2 separate regions of the Mus musculus genome follow, and region 1 is linked to region 2. A link is a contact called in public HiChIP or PLAC-seq data. All regions are on one chromosome and are shown on one strand. The core of a region is the stretch at or near the end of the contact, and the rest is flanking DNA. Distances in the headings are between cores, read along the strand shown. Region 1 overlaps Slc17a5 (solute carrier family 17 (anion/sugar transporter), member 5). Region 2 holds the start of Cgas (cyclic GMP-AMP synthase).

Region 1 (6,689 bases), core at 729-3,228, 110 kb before region 2:
ACAGCTGGAGTTACCACAGAGAAAGGAGCTTCAGTTGAGGAAATGCCTCCATGAGATCCAGCTGTAAGGCATCTTCTCAATTAGTGATCAAGGGGGAAAGGCCCCTTGTGGGTGGTGCCATCTCTGGGCTGGTAGTCTTGGGATCTATAAGAGGGCAGGCTGAGCAAGCCAGGAGAGGCAAGCCAGTAAAGAACATCCCTCCATGACCTCTGCATCAGCTCCTGCTCCCTGATCTGCTTGAGTTCCAGTCTTGACTTCCTTTGGTGATGAACAGCAGCATGGAAGTGTAAGCCGAATAAACCCTTTCCTCCCCAACTTGCTTCTTGGTCATGATGTTTGTGCAGGAATAGAGACCCTGACTAAGACAATACCCAAGCCAAACCTTTTCCTTTTGAGATGCTCATTATGTCAGCAGGACTGAGTAAATCATTGGTCATTGTGGTCCACTCAACCTTCAGGCCCACCTTTATCTCCTCCGCAGCGACTGGTACCTTTGCCTTTTTGATAGCCAGTCAGCGTAGTACATACTGTATGTAGTCCCGATGCTGGGGAAGCTGAGGCCAGAGAATCATTTGAGGCCTGGAATTTGAAGCCAGGGTAACATGATGAGACTCCATCTACAAAAAGAAAAAGAAATTGAGAGGCAGGCCTGGTGATCCCAGCCCTTGAGAAGTAGAGCCAAGAGCATCAGAAATTCAGATAAATGTAGATTTGGGGCCCAGAGAACTGGCTGCTCTTACAGAGAACACAGGTTCCGTGCCCAGCACCCACACAGCAGCTCACAGCTGTCTGTAACTACAGCTGCTTGGGATCTGATGTCCCCTTCTAGCTGCACAGGCACTAGACATGGGTGTGTGCACAGGCTTACATGCAAGTAAAACACCCATACACGTAAAATAAACCTTTTTTTTAAACTATATGATGAAAAGACCCATTCCAGGTAAAGGCTTCAAACACCTGCCGAGCACCCACTACAGGAGTTCCCATCCCATCCTGTCCAGTTCCTGCCCTGACTTTGGTCATCTGTAAAGGAAATCATTTCTCTTTCAGTTCAATCTGATATGTTTTCTTCCGTGGACCTGCTGTGTGTAATAATATGCATTTTTGTTACCAACTCCTAGAACCAAGATGGATCTGATTTCTAACTACATCCAACAAAGTTTATTATTTGTGTAATATTTGTGTGTCTGTCTGCGTATGTGTGCATGTGTGTGCGTGTGAACATGTGTGCATGTGTGCGTGTGAACATGTGCTCGTGTGTGTGCGTGCGTGCGTGCGTGCGTGTGTGTGTGTGTGTGTGTGTGTGTGTATGTGCGTGTGTGTGTATGTGCGTGTGTGTGTATGTGCGTGCGTGCGTCTGTACATGCGTGTGTGTGTGTGCGTGTGCGTGCGTGCGTGTGTGTGTGTCTGTGTGTATGTGCGTGTGTGTGTATGTGCGTGCGTGCGTCTGTACATGCGTGTGTGTGTGTGTGCGTGTGTGTGCGTGTGCGTGCGTGTGCGTGCGTGTGTGTGTGTGTGTGTGTGTGTGTGTGTGTGTGTGTGTGCCATTGCAGAAGCCACTGGGTCACCCTGGAGCTGGGAGTCACAGATGGTTGTGAGCCACCCAACATGAGTGCTAGGAACCAAACTTAGGTCCTCTGGAAGAGCAGGAAGCACTCTTAGCCACTGAGACCTCTCTCCGGCCTCCAGTGGAGTTTATTGTATAATTTGTATACTTTGATGATATGAATTTTAGTCGCAGTCTGCATCAGCTGTTGCTTCTCCCTTCCGCCCTGCTTTCCAGTCTTTCTGTCTTTGATGATCAGCTCTGTAGATGTAGGCTGAGTTCTCATCACATGCAGATTGAATAGCATGGCGGAGGGAAGGGGGGGGGGGTTCCTTTTCTTATTACAGGAGTTGTATCCTGTATTTCCTGCCAGGCTTTCTTTCTAGTGATGAAAGCAATGAAGATGCTTTGGTCTTCCAGGCAGTTCCGTGTTTGTACAGTAGGTGGCAGCACTGTCCAATTCAGGGTTATACGGTTTTAAATTGAGCAACTACCGTAATGGCGCTTCTTTTTCTCCTACAACTTTGTAACTCCAGGAATGGTTGGCCCTGCGGTTTTCCTAGTCGCGGCTGGATTTATAGGCTGTGACTATTCCTTGGCCGTTGCGTTCCTAACCATATCCACGACGCTGGGAGGCTTCGCCTCTTCTGGATTTAGCATCAACCATCTGGATATCGCTCCTTCGTGAGTACAGATACAGAGGTTTGCTGGGAATGGCTGTGATTTTCGTTTCTTACAGTCATGTAAAACATAGATAACGTAAAACACGCTACTGTTTGCAGCCATTACCACCTGGAGTCTCTCAGCTTTTACATCTTTGCAGTTGGAATTCTGTGTCCCTTGAACCAGCACTAATGCCACCTTTCCCGTTCCCACATCCTGGCAGCCACCATTCTTAGTTCTGCTTTCCGTGACTTTGACTACTAGAGGAATCACTTTAAGTTTTTTGCTGGATTTCAGTTTACACAGCCAGTAAATTTTCAAACCTTGAACTGCCACCATAGGGTTCTCCTGCACACAGAAGTGTGGCTGCCGTGGGTCTGTCCCAGCTGGAATAGGCGCTGTGATAGCCCATCCTCAGGACAGTCACCAAGCTTGGCACCTCGGTGGCCTTACCGCACAGATGAGTAACAGAGCCCTCTTTGTCAGAGACAAAGCTGAGACCTCAGCTCAGCTGCTAGGATGCTTGCCTAGCAATCAGGAAGCTATGGATTCAGTCACCAACACTACATAAGCTGAGCGCTGCAGCACGCACCTGCAACCCCAGAATTTGGAAGATGAAAACAGGAGAATCAGGAGTTCAGGGCCAGTCTAGGACAGAAGAGACCATGTATCAAATAAACAGACAAATAAATAAAATGGAGCCAGCAAGATGGACGCTTTAGGGTAAAATTATTATTATATACATATATGTGTATGTGTATGTATATATTTTTTTTCCTTTATGAATCAAGGAAGTAGAGGCAGGAGGAACAAAATGCCAGGCTTAGCCTCGGCTGCAGCTCAAGGCCAGCTGCACCAATAAGAGACCTTTTCTCAAAAAACAAACCAAACAATTATAAAAGAGTGGAGCCATTGTCTTGCCCAGCTGACATTTATCACGTTACCTGTATGTAAACACGGGTGTCCAGGACGAGGCTGCTTCCAGTCTCTTACATAAACATCCTCTTGTTTGTCCTCAGAGGTCCAGTGAGTTGGGGGGTGGGGCTCTTGACTTACTGTATAGAAACTCAAGTTCAGGGGAATTAAGTGTCTTCCACCACACAGCTAACTAATGCTAGATCCATGATCCATAATCTGAAGCTAAAATTCTTACTTTGAGCCCAGACAGGTTTTTATATCTTCCTCTCTAGAAACATTCTCTGAGCCATGGAGCTCTGTTTTTCCAGCTAGGATAAAGAGAGGGACTAGACTGAGCACCTCTCCTCTGAAGATTTGGGGAACTTAACTTATAGGAAGTAATGGATCTCTATTTAATTTAGGAGGAATTGCGAAGTAGGTTTTTTTTTCTAACCTCTGAAATATCCCAGACTGCACCTAGCCAGATGTTAGAGCCCTCTGACTCCTGTGACACACCAAGACAAGCCCTTGTCCACACCTCTCAGAGAGATCCTGAGCAGGCCTTACTAGGTCTGGTGGCATACTTCTATAATCCTGACATCATGGAGGCTGAGGCAGGAGGATCACAGAAAGTTCAAAGCCGGCCTAGGCTACATATTGATTAAAGAAAGAACCTGAACAGACCTTTGAAATTAACCTGCTCATATGAAAAAAAAATACAAGAATATGAAACAAGCCGTGCAGTGGTGGCACACGCCTTTAATCCCAGCACTCGGGAGGCAGAGGCAGGCGAATTTCTGAGTTCAAGGCCAGCCTGGTCTACAGAGTGAGCTCCAGGACAGCCAGGACTACACAGAGAAACCCTGTCTCGAAAAACAAAAAAAAAGATATGAATCAAGATTGGGGTTTCATCCTGGAGTTCAGCTACTAGAGCAATCCCTGTGCATATGAAGTCCTGAGATCAAGCCCCACAGCTGAAGAAGAGAATAATTTAATCTTTTTTTTTCTTTAAAGATTTATTTATTTATTATATGTAAGTACACTGTAGCTGTCTTCAGACACCCCAGAAGAGGGCATCAGATCTCATTATGAATGGTTGTGAGCCATCGTGTGGTTGCTGGGATTTGAACTCAGAACCTTCGGAAGAACAGTCAGTGCTCTTAACTGTTGAGCCATCTCTCCAGCCCCCTAATTTAATCTTCTTAATAAGGGGCTAAGCTCCTTCCAACTAGACGGCCTTAGAGCTCTACATAGGACCATTCCCAGCAGAAACAGATCACAGAACACCAACTAAGTGTGGGAGATCACATCTCTAATTCCAACACCTGCCTGTTGGTTTTAGTCACAAAAGCATACATAATGTTGGGAGGATTTACCATATACCAGCAACCTTAAAATAGCTGTAAAATGTAAAGGAAGAGGTCGTTGAACTTTACAAACTAGGAGCTGTGTTGAATATACATATCGATAAGGGGTGAACTAAAGGAGTTTAATAGTGAAAGCTAATTGCAAGGAAATTTGGTTAAATTTAGTGATAATTTGAAAGTTATAAACATAACTGTAATAATAAACACTTTGCCAGACAGTGGTGATATACACCTTTAATCTCAGGACTGGGAGGCAGAGGCAGGTGGATCTCTTGAGTTTGAGGCCAGCCTGATTTACAGAGTGAGTTCCAGGACGGCCAGGGCTCCACAGAGAAATCGTGTCTCGGGGGAGGCGGGGACAGAAGGGGTCAGGGGAAACACTTCGAAGCTGAAAGAGTTGAGGCACTAGAAGCTGTTCCATTGGAAACGGAACATAGAGATGCCTGTTTTATTAACAAAGAGCTTCATAGTAACTGGGGCATCCCTGGCTACATACCTAGTGAGTTTACGATTGCCTAGGCAATGAGAGAGCCCTGTCTCAAATAACAAAGTGACAAAGAATAGAGCTATTGATTTTTCCAGTTGTCAATTGCTGTGCTACTTATGTATAAATGCCATTGTCTAGTACTTAATAGCTTAGTAGTCACTTGTACAAACATTTGTTTATCCTGAAAACAGTCTAATGAGGTAGGTAGGTGTTCTTGACCAGTTTCACGGTGGAGGAAATGTTAACATTTATGGAGTCATAACCAAGCCTGATAACCTAAACAGATTCAAGGAGATAAACAGTGATTGTAAATACGAGGGTCTGGAGCCATGGCTCAGTGATAGAGAACTTACTGAAAATGTGTAATGCTGCCATGGGGGAGGGGGGAGGGGGGAGGTTAGCCTCTAGCACTGCAGACAATAAAGTGAAACACAAAGATTAATGCTGCCCCTTAAACCAAAAGAAAAAGAATCTAGAAAACATTGCAGCCGGGTGGTGGTGGCACACGCCTTTGATCCCAGCACTTGGGAGGCAGAGGCAGGCAGATTTCTGAGTTCGAGGCCAGCCTGGTCTACAAAGTGAGTTCCAGGACAGCTAGGGCTATACAGAGAAACCCTGTCTCGAAAAACCAAAAAGAAAAAAAAAAAAAGAGAAAGAAAGAAAGAAAGAAAGAAAGAAAGAAAGAAAGAAAGAAAGAAAGAAAGAAAGAAGAAAACCTTGCAGATGAAACATGTTTTCGATTACATATCTTGCGGGATCCTAGAGTGAAAAGTTGGAAGGGTTTTGAGTAACCCATTCAGTATGCTGTGCACACCGGGGGCATCAGCTGAGAGCTGATGAGCAATGTAAAGTCTTGGGCTGCACCACAGAATCTCCACTTGGAGATCCCTGGGTGAATCTCGCACACATTCAAGTCTGAGGCACTAGTCAAAATCTGTCTTCCCACCCCCTCAGCAAACAGTTCTGAAGTTTACATACTCGCATTTAGAACCCCACAGGACTCTAGGAAAAGATTCGGTGCCTGCTTCTGAGATTAGTCAAAGACAGGAATGAACTACTTTTAAATTAAGCAGTTGTAGTGTAGTATAATTTTTTTTCAACAAATACTAAATATCCGTTGGTACAAGCCCTAACAGACGCAGCCTACTCAACGGTGGGAGACAAGAAAACCATGCAAGTAAAGCGACCTGGTTTTGTTCCAGGCTGAGTAGAACATGTCCATAGTCCTGGTATTCAACAGGATGACAGGTTGAAGCCAGCCTGACCTACACAGTGTAGCCTGTTTCATAAAAGCAAAAAAACTATGGCTGAGACATTTAAATAACACCAAGGCTGAAGAAACAGTGCAAAGAAGTTAGCCAAGCTAAAGAAACAGTGGATCAGATGGGTTTGGTGGCGCACACTTTTAATCCCAGCACTCAGGGGGCAGAGGCAGGTGGATTTCTGAGGTCATGACCAGCTTAGTCTACAGAGTGAGTTCCAGGACAGCCAGGGCTACACAGAGAAACCCTGTCTCAAAGGGGAAAGAAAGAAAGGGAGGGAGGGAGGGGAGGAGAGAGAGAAGAGTGTGTCTAGGAGTTGAGAATATAGTTACGTGGTAGAACACTTTCCTCACCACGAATGAGTCCTAGGGATGTTGGTTCCCAGCACCACAAAATGAGGGAAAGGGCTAGTAGTATAGACAGAGGAATTTGTTGGAGAGGCAAAAAGAAATTGCTGCCTTGGTATG
Region 2 (7,546 bases), core at 305-2,804:
ACTAGAAAGATTCACAACTAAAAGAATTACAATTACAGTATGGTTGTCGCAGTGAATTTTGCTCCTTTCAAAAATCATTGTTCAAACTTCATTCTCTCCGATGCTCATGCCTATTCCATACTCTATTGCACTGTTTTCTTCTTTTTAATTCCTCCTCCTCCTCACCCTCCTCCTCCTCCTCCTCTCCCTCCCTTCTCTTCTTCTTTTCCTCCAGATAGGGTTTCGATGTATAGCCCTGACTGTTTTAGAACTAGCTCTGTAGATCTCCAGCTTACTGCCTCTGCTTCCCTAGTGCTGAGACTAATAATGGAGAATGCCACTCTACTGGCAAGACCTCACAGAGAGGTCTCCTGCTCAAGTGTATTTCTGCAAAGTAGGCAGCGTTTCCATTCCCAGGTGTGTCTACTTGCCATTCAAAAGCGAATGCTTGTTAGACAAGTTCCCATTTTGAAAACTCATGTACAGGCATTGACAGGAAGGAGGGAAGAGAGTTGCAGGGTCAATAGGATGGCAGCACACTGATCGGTGTCTTTTTATTCAGGCTACATGTATCTCATAATATATGGTACATACACACGCGCGCGCGTGCGCGCGCGCACACACACACACACACACACACACACACACACTCACACACACACACACACACTTTACAAAAAGTTACACAGAGCAGCAATTTTTGAGCTTTATTTTAAGGGACACACAGGATTGCATAATAAGGTGTGGAATATAGTAATGTTATTATTATAACATTCTGATGTTAGTTGAAAACTAAGTGTTGTTCTGAGCCATGTAAATCTTCAGAAGACAGGTTTTTGTTTTTGTTAGCACAGTGGAAGGCAAAATGAGTTCCGCCAAGAACAACTTTAAAAGAAGCAGCCACTGTTGACGAGACCGACTTTAGAAATCGCTTTCTGAAAGTCTGCATTAAAGGACTACGGAATCTCAGCAGCCAAATCAGGATGGCTTACACCGTGCTGCTCATGAAACTCACACAGGCACTTTGAATATGTTCTTTAAGAGTCGGTGTGCTTTTTAGAAAGATAAGTTGAAATACTAATTCCAAGCAGTTAAATCTAACTTGAAAAGGTTCAGTGAGTTTCTATTTCTCATTAACAAGAACAGTAAATTTTGATTTAAAGTTTACATAAACCGGGCGAGGTGACGCACGCCTTTAATCCCAGCACTTGGGAGGCAGAGGCAGGCGGATTTCTGAGTTCGACGCCAGCCTGGTTTACAGTGAGTCCCAGGACAGCCAGGGCTACACAGAGAAACCCTGTCTCGAAAAACAAAAAAAACAAAAAACAACAAAAAAGTTTACATAAAAAAGTTGTTTATCAACTACAAATGTACGAGAGACAGTAGTGTCCTGAAACACATCTTGGTGGTAGGCGGCAAATCTAGCCATCTGAGCTGTCAGTGGTTTCCGCGTCTGTGCGGTAAAGGAGAGGTTTCCCGGCCAGTGGCTCAGTGGGTGGTTCCCCAGCTAGTGGCTCTGCTGGTCCCCACTGGTGAAAAAGTTCGCATCTCTTGGACCGCCTCTTCCTGGCGCTGACTTCACGCGTGCTCCTGCGCCTGCTCGCGGCGGATACTGACCGGCTACGTTCCCGCCATATATTTAAGTTTCATTTCCAGCGGCCACTGAGAGTTCCCCTTTTCGCGGCCTTTCTTCGAAGTCGATTTATTCTTTCCCGGACCGAAGAGCGGCAGATATGGAAGATCCGCGTAGAAGGACGACGGCGCCACGCGCTAAGAAGCCGTCCGCGAAGCGCGCCCCGACGCAGCCCAGCAGGACCAGGGCCCACGCGGAAAGCTGCGGCCCGCAAAGGGGGGCTCGATCGCGGCGGGCGGAGCGTGACGGGGACACCACGGAGAAGCCACGTGCCCCAGGGCCCCGAGTGCATCCAGCAAGGGCCACTGAGCTCACCAAAGATGCACAGCCCTCGGCCATGGACGCGGCAGGAGCCACCGCGCGGCCTGCCGTCCGGGTGCCCCAGCAGCAGGCCATCCTGGATCCGGAGCTGCCCGCCGTACGGGAGCCCCAGCCGCCCGCGGATCCCGAGGCGCGGAAAGTCGTAAGGGGACCTAGCCACAGAAGGGGCGCGCGCTCCACCGGGCAGCCCAGAGCGCCGCGAGGGTCCAGGAAGGAACCGGACAAGCTAAAGAAGGTGCTGGACAAATTGAGATTGAAACGCAAAGATATCTCGGAGGCGGCCGAGACGGTGAATAAAGTTGTGGAACGCCTGCTGCGCAGAATGCAGAAACGGGAGTCGGAGTTCAAAGGTGTGGAGCAGCTGAACACTGGCAGCTACTATGAACATGTGAAGGTGAGCGTCAAGACCTGCTGGAGGGGCTCCGGCCCCACTCCTCACTTGCCTCCTCAGCTGTTTGGGGGTCCCACACTCTTAGGGCCCCCCTCCCTTGGAACACCCCAGTCTTTTTTTTTTTTTTTTAATTCATCCAGTTAGCTCACAGCAAGCAATATTGATAGCTAGTTAGTTTGCTTTGGAGGGATGGGACAGGTGACCTTAAAGTAGTCGCAGGGGAGTCATCTTTATTAATCCTTCCCCAACTATAGCCTCTAGATTGAATCTAGTCCATCCCTGAGACTTTGGGACCGCCTGCAATTAGGGCAGAATTGTATACAACTAATTGGGAGAGGTGGCTGGGTACTCAAGTGAGGGTCCGTTGACATTGTCGCACCCCCTATGAGCGAACGTCATCTACAAGCCTACCTCTAATGCTCTTCGGAGAGTAGGCCCGGCTGAGTTCCTGAAGATGATGGTGATAGCTATTCTCTGCTAGTGAAATGAGCCAATTCAAGCCAAATTAAAATATATTAAGGCAGGTTTATTAGAAAGCTGCTCTTGGGCAGGTTCACTGGTCCTAAGAAAAAGGCCAGGGTAGTCACTGTGGGGAGGGAGACAGAGGGAAGAGGGAAGAGAGAGAGAGAGAAAGAGTGTGCCCACGCAGGGAGAGAGAACATACAGAGAGGCAGAGTTGGGTAGAGAAGGAGGAAGAGAGAGAAGAGAGAAGAGGGGAGAAAGGGAGAGGGAGAAGGAAGGGAGGGAAGGAAGGGAGAGAGAGAGAGCGAGAGCGAGAGAGAGCGCACAAAATGCCCACATTATATAGAGAAGAGCTGCTTCTGGCGGAGGGGAAGCCCAGCCCCTTGGCTGAAAGGTTCAGGGCAGAGGCTGAAGTATGCTAGCCATGCTCTGTAACAGGTAGGGACTGAGGGACCTGGGAGAACCTGGAGGCCAGGTCGGCTTTGGTTAAATGCGCACCTGGATCTGAATCCAGACACCTCAGCCTTTTGTTGATAATAAATGAATAAGGGGCCTCGCAATTGTCTATGGCTACTTTGCTGACATTGGGGTGCCATGATCAGGGAAGGGGTTCAAAACTGGAATGCTGACCAAGTCTGAGAAGAGCAGGCTGTGTAACTTGCTGTCCAGGTTGTGGGACTGTTCTGGATTTGGGATGCTAATAACAGATAGGAGCAGAAGATAAAGTTAAGGAGGTTAGGGAGAAAAAGAAATTTTCTTGGGTGTACATTTGAAACCTTTAGGCCCATGGTCTTGGTAGTTGGGGTGGGGCTCCCAGGACCAGGGAAAGGGGACTAGATCCCCCCTCAGGAATACACAGGTAGGGGAGGGAAGCAGGTTATTGATTGGCAGTACTTATCTGGAGTCAATTTGACCTGTGAGAAGTGGATTCGAGTGGATGCCCTGAAGCTTAGAAGTATCTTTTTAAGTTTACAAAAAGAGATAAATATTAGAAGTGTTAGTTTTACCACTGTTCCATGTTAAACTCTGAACTTTGAGGTCTCACCACAATGATAGCACAGCGAGGGGAGGGAACGGGAGGGAAGGGGAAGAGATCTGAAGCATTTTCCTTCTCCCTTAGCTCACTTTCCTTAGCATTCAAGGTTTTCACGACCTCCAACCTTCATACCTTACCTTTAGCAACCTCAGAACACCTTGCTATTTCCTCGCGCACTTTCTTAGACGCTTTCCTAGCCTCAGACCTTACATAAACTGTAAACTGTTTTTCTGTTCAAAATCACCATGAGACACTGGCGGGAACACTCACTGTAAAGTGAGTTCCTTTAGTAAGAAATAGTAAAAAGTTACTTCTCTCATTGGTCTTCAAAGTCTTCAGAGACCTGAGAAGGATAAAATTTACCTAAGTAAGCAGGAACAATAATCCAAAAATGGCCTATATATCAACTAAAACGACCGAGGCGAGTCTAAAGTCTACTACCTAAACAATTGTCCCAGGCTCTGTGGCCTCCATGGCACCTTGTGCAGAGGCAGTCTTTGGCCATTTGGTCCAGACTATGAGAGGCTTTTCCTGTGGAGGAGGAACATGGGAGAGACAGACCTCACCTTGTCTTAGGCAGCATGGACAATTAACTCTCTGGTGTCCTGTTTGTCCATGGTTCAGGCTGGCCCTAGCCTGGGCAAGGCAATGTGGCAGTCTTTCTTGGTGATTAGTGTAGTACAAGCTAGGTGGAGTCCTTTACCGATATGCCAGGATCTTCTTGGCGACCTTGAGGTGGTCACTGCCAGGATTTAGGAGTTTCTGTTTGTCATGGTAAGTTTAAGCCTCTTAAATGCCAGATTCAGCAGGTCTCTGAAGTGCCTGAGGACCATCTGTCAATCTAAAGCATACTGGAATAGACAAACTTTGCTTGTTTCTAGTTGCCAGTCCTAGGTTTAACCTTAAAAACATGTGCAGGTGGGCAAATGAGCTTGAAGAGCTAGTGCAGACTAATCGTATCTGGTATCTGAGTTAAACAGTCACTGTCTGTTTTTTTTTTAACCTCTTACAGTTTAGTTACCTCTTCTAAACTGTACCTGTAATATTAAAATGAAATACCTTTTTAAGACATAGAGCATAGCCATAATTTTCAGAAGACAAAAACTAAGTTCTAGCAAGTGCAAACAATGTAAGGTCTCCAAAGTTAATACCAAGTGGGTGACTATTATGTTACACGGTTTGCCTGTCAGGTAGGGACTGAAGGATGCTGGGAGAACCTGGTGGCCAGGGCCACTTTGGCATGTTAAATATGCACCTCAGCTGATTGTCCAGGGCCTGAATCTCAGTAGGTGGCAGTGTGTCCCAGAGGCTAATCCTGTGCAACACTAGTGAGAATTGTAAGAAATAAAGGAAAATGTAGTGGTTTCATTCAAATGATGTGGTAACCCATCCCAGCAGGGAGGCAGAGGCAGGTGAATCTTTGTGAGTTTGAGGCTAGCGTGGTTTACATAGAGAGAGTCCCAAGACAGCTATGGCTCTATCGAGACGCTGTTTCAAACCAAACCAAATAAAAGAATGAGCCACAACAACGTGCAATATGAATGTGTTATAAAAACTAGTGCGCATACCCACTGCAAAACATCAAGCAAAAGAAACTGAATGAGTAAGATCGGCAAAGGGGCAAAAAACTATTATGCACAGATGACATAATTACGTATAAGCTATTAAAACGGCCAGTGAGCTAGCAAGTCTACTAGACACAAAACCAATAAACTAAAAAGAAAAACAATAAACTAAAACCAACTCTTTAAATGTGCTAGCAAGGGAATGCAAATGAGGTACAGATGGAGTAAAAACCAAGTGGAGGGAGGAGAGATAGCTCAGAAGTTAAGGATACTGGCTGCTCTTCCAGAGGACGAGGGTTCGGTTCCCAGCAACTGCATGGGAGTTCAAAATGATCTGTGACTCTCGTTCCAGGGATCCAACACTTTCTTCAGGTTTACACAAGCACTAGGCACATCCGTGGCAAAACACTCACATAAATAAATGAGTAATGTTTAAAAGCACAGCTCAAACTAATGAATGCTGTGTGGTATTTTTATTTACTTTATTCTACTCTGCTATTTTATTTTATGACAGCATCTCAAGTATCCCAGGCTGGCCTCTAACTCACTGTGTAGCCAAGGATGGCCCTCCCGACTTTACCTCTCTAGAGCTGGTATCATACCATCATCCTAACCAGTTTATACAGTTCTCAGCATTGAACCCAGGACTTCATTCATGCTAAGCAAAATAGTCTACCAACTGAGCTCTCTGTGTTATTTAATATAGGAAAAGTATTTATTGTGATTGCTACGGTGATTGTTGAAAACTCGAAAAAGGATTTTTATTGTTGTTTCATTTTTAAACAGAATTTTACTGTGTAGCCCAGGCCAGCTTCTCAAACTTGTGATTCTCTTACCTCAGTCTTCCAAGGGCTCAGATTACAGGTGAGTGTTCCCATGCCAGCCTCAAAACCCATTTCTGTGACCACTGTGGCAGGCATGTGTATTTTGTGATATAAAAGGTAACATCACAAGGTTATTTATTTATTTATTATATGTAAGTACACTGTATCTATCCTCAGGCACACCAGAAGAGGGCGTCAGATCTCATTATAGATGGTTGTGAGCCACCATGTGGTTGCTGGGATTTGAACTCAGGACCTTTGGAAGAGCAGTCAGTGCTCTTACCCACTGAGCCATCTCCCCAGCCCCATCACAAGGTTTTTAATTTTATTTTAAAAAATGTTTTTGGTGACTGTCTTTGTTTGTTTTTTGTTTTTTGAGATAGAGTCTCACTATGAAGCCACAGGTGAAAGAAATTCACTAAATAGACCAAGCTGCTGCCCTCGACTTAGAGAACTCTACCTGTTTTTATCTCCAGAATTAGGAAATTAACCCCTATTCCTGGGATTTTTATATGTAAATTATGTATAAATTACATATATATATTTCCCCCTGTGTTGGAACAGTATACCAAAGAAGCAGTCTAAGACTAGAGTTCTTTTTGTGGAAAACTTTTAGTTTATTTAAAAAATATTTACTTATATGTTATTTATGTGTATGTGTGAGTTTATAGGCACCCTATGTACAGGAACCCGTGCAGGCCAGAAGAGGATGTTGTGTCACCTGGCACTTTAGTTACAGGTGGCTGTGAGCTGCCTGATAGGGTGCTGGGAACCAACTTTGAGTTTAAGCCTAGCCTTGGCTATGTGGTACATTCCAGGCCAGCCTGGTCTACAAAGCAAGACCCGGTCTTAAAACAAATAAAACATATGTGATTGCTTGTCTTAAAACAAGAAAAATTGAGGGCCTCTACAAGGTGTTCTGGTCCTGTTCTGAAAAGGAATTCATACTGGGAATCCAGCTTTTCACTGTGGAGTGTCAAGCGAACATTTCAGGGGGGGGGGGCGCGAAAGCGGTTATTTAGAACTGTTTCAATGTTTTTTGCTATCTATTCCTTAGATTTCTGCTCCTAATGAATTTGATGTTATGTTTAAACTGGAAGTCCCCAGGATTGAGCTACAAGAATATTATGAAACAGGTGCTTTCTATCTTGTGAAATTCAAAAGAATTCCACGAGGAAATCCGCTGAGTCATTTCTTAGAAGGGGAAGTATTATCAGCTACCAAGATGCTGTCAAAGTTTAGGAAAATCATTAAAGAAGAAGTTAAAGAAATCAAAGGTGAGATTTGGGGGTTTGAGTCTTGCAGATCTGGTGCTGCCTTTTGCTGCTCTGCTGA

What was found. HiChIP or PLAC-seq counts read pairs in DNA pulled down with a chosen protein or histone mark.
Region 1: an H3K4me3 HiChIP or PLAC-seq map of bone marrow-derived macrophages shows a contact between it and region 2, with 2.1 times the contacts expected there. The contact joins the enhancer-like site here to the promoter of Cgas in region 2. A contact is called at or near these places in 2 of 39 promoter capture datasets (cancer-associated fibroblasts and neural stem cells), 1 of 15 datasets of contacts at CTCF or cohesin (CD8 T cells), 2 of 484 Hi-C or Micro-C datasets (the G1E-ER4 cell line and double positive thymocytes), 12 of 115 datasets of contacts at active chromatin or transcription factors (the SCID.adh cell line, acute myeloid leukemia, bone marrow-derived macrophages and 8 more) and 3 of 9 other capture datasets (adipose tissue, liver and pancreatic islet).

The regions. Positions count from the first base shown.
Region 1 is chr9:78,548,475-78,555,163 of GRCm38.p6, reverse strand. Slc17a5 (solute carrier family 17 (anion/sugar transporter), member 5) reads left to right here. Exons shown (of 11, transcript NM_172773.3): 9 at 2,083-2,230. Among named protein-coding and RNA genes, the nearest start is that of Slc17a5, 36 kb to the left of the region's middle. Within about 2 kb of position 1,978, at least 6 of the 459 cell types and tissues checked have an H3K27ac peak or open chromatin away from gene starts, as enhancers often do. A contact at or near this core is called in bone marrow-derived macrophages and neural stem cells, where this site is marked.
Region 2 is chr9:78,437,245-78,444,790 of GRCm38.p6, reverse strand. Cgas (cyclic GMP-AMP synthase) reads left to right here and starts at 1,554. Exons shown (of 5, transcript NM_173386.5): 1 at 1,554-2,327; 2 at 7,269-7,488. The coding sequence starts at 1,713. It also overlaps a transcript of Mto1 not described here.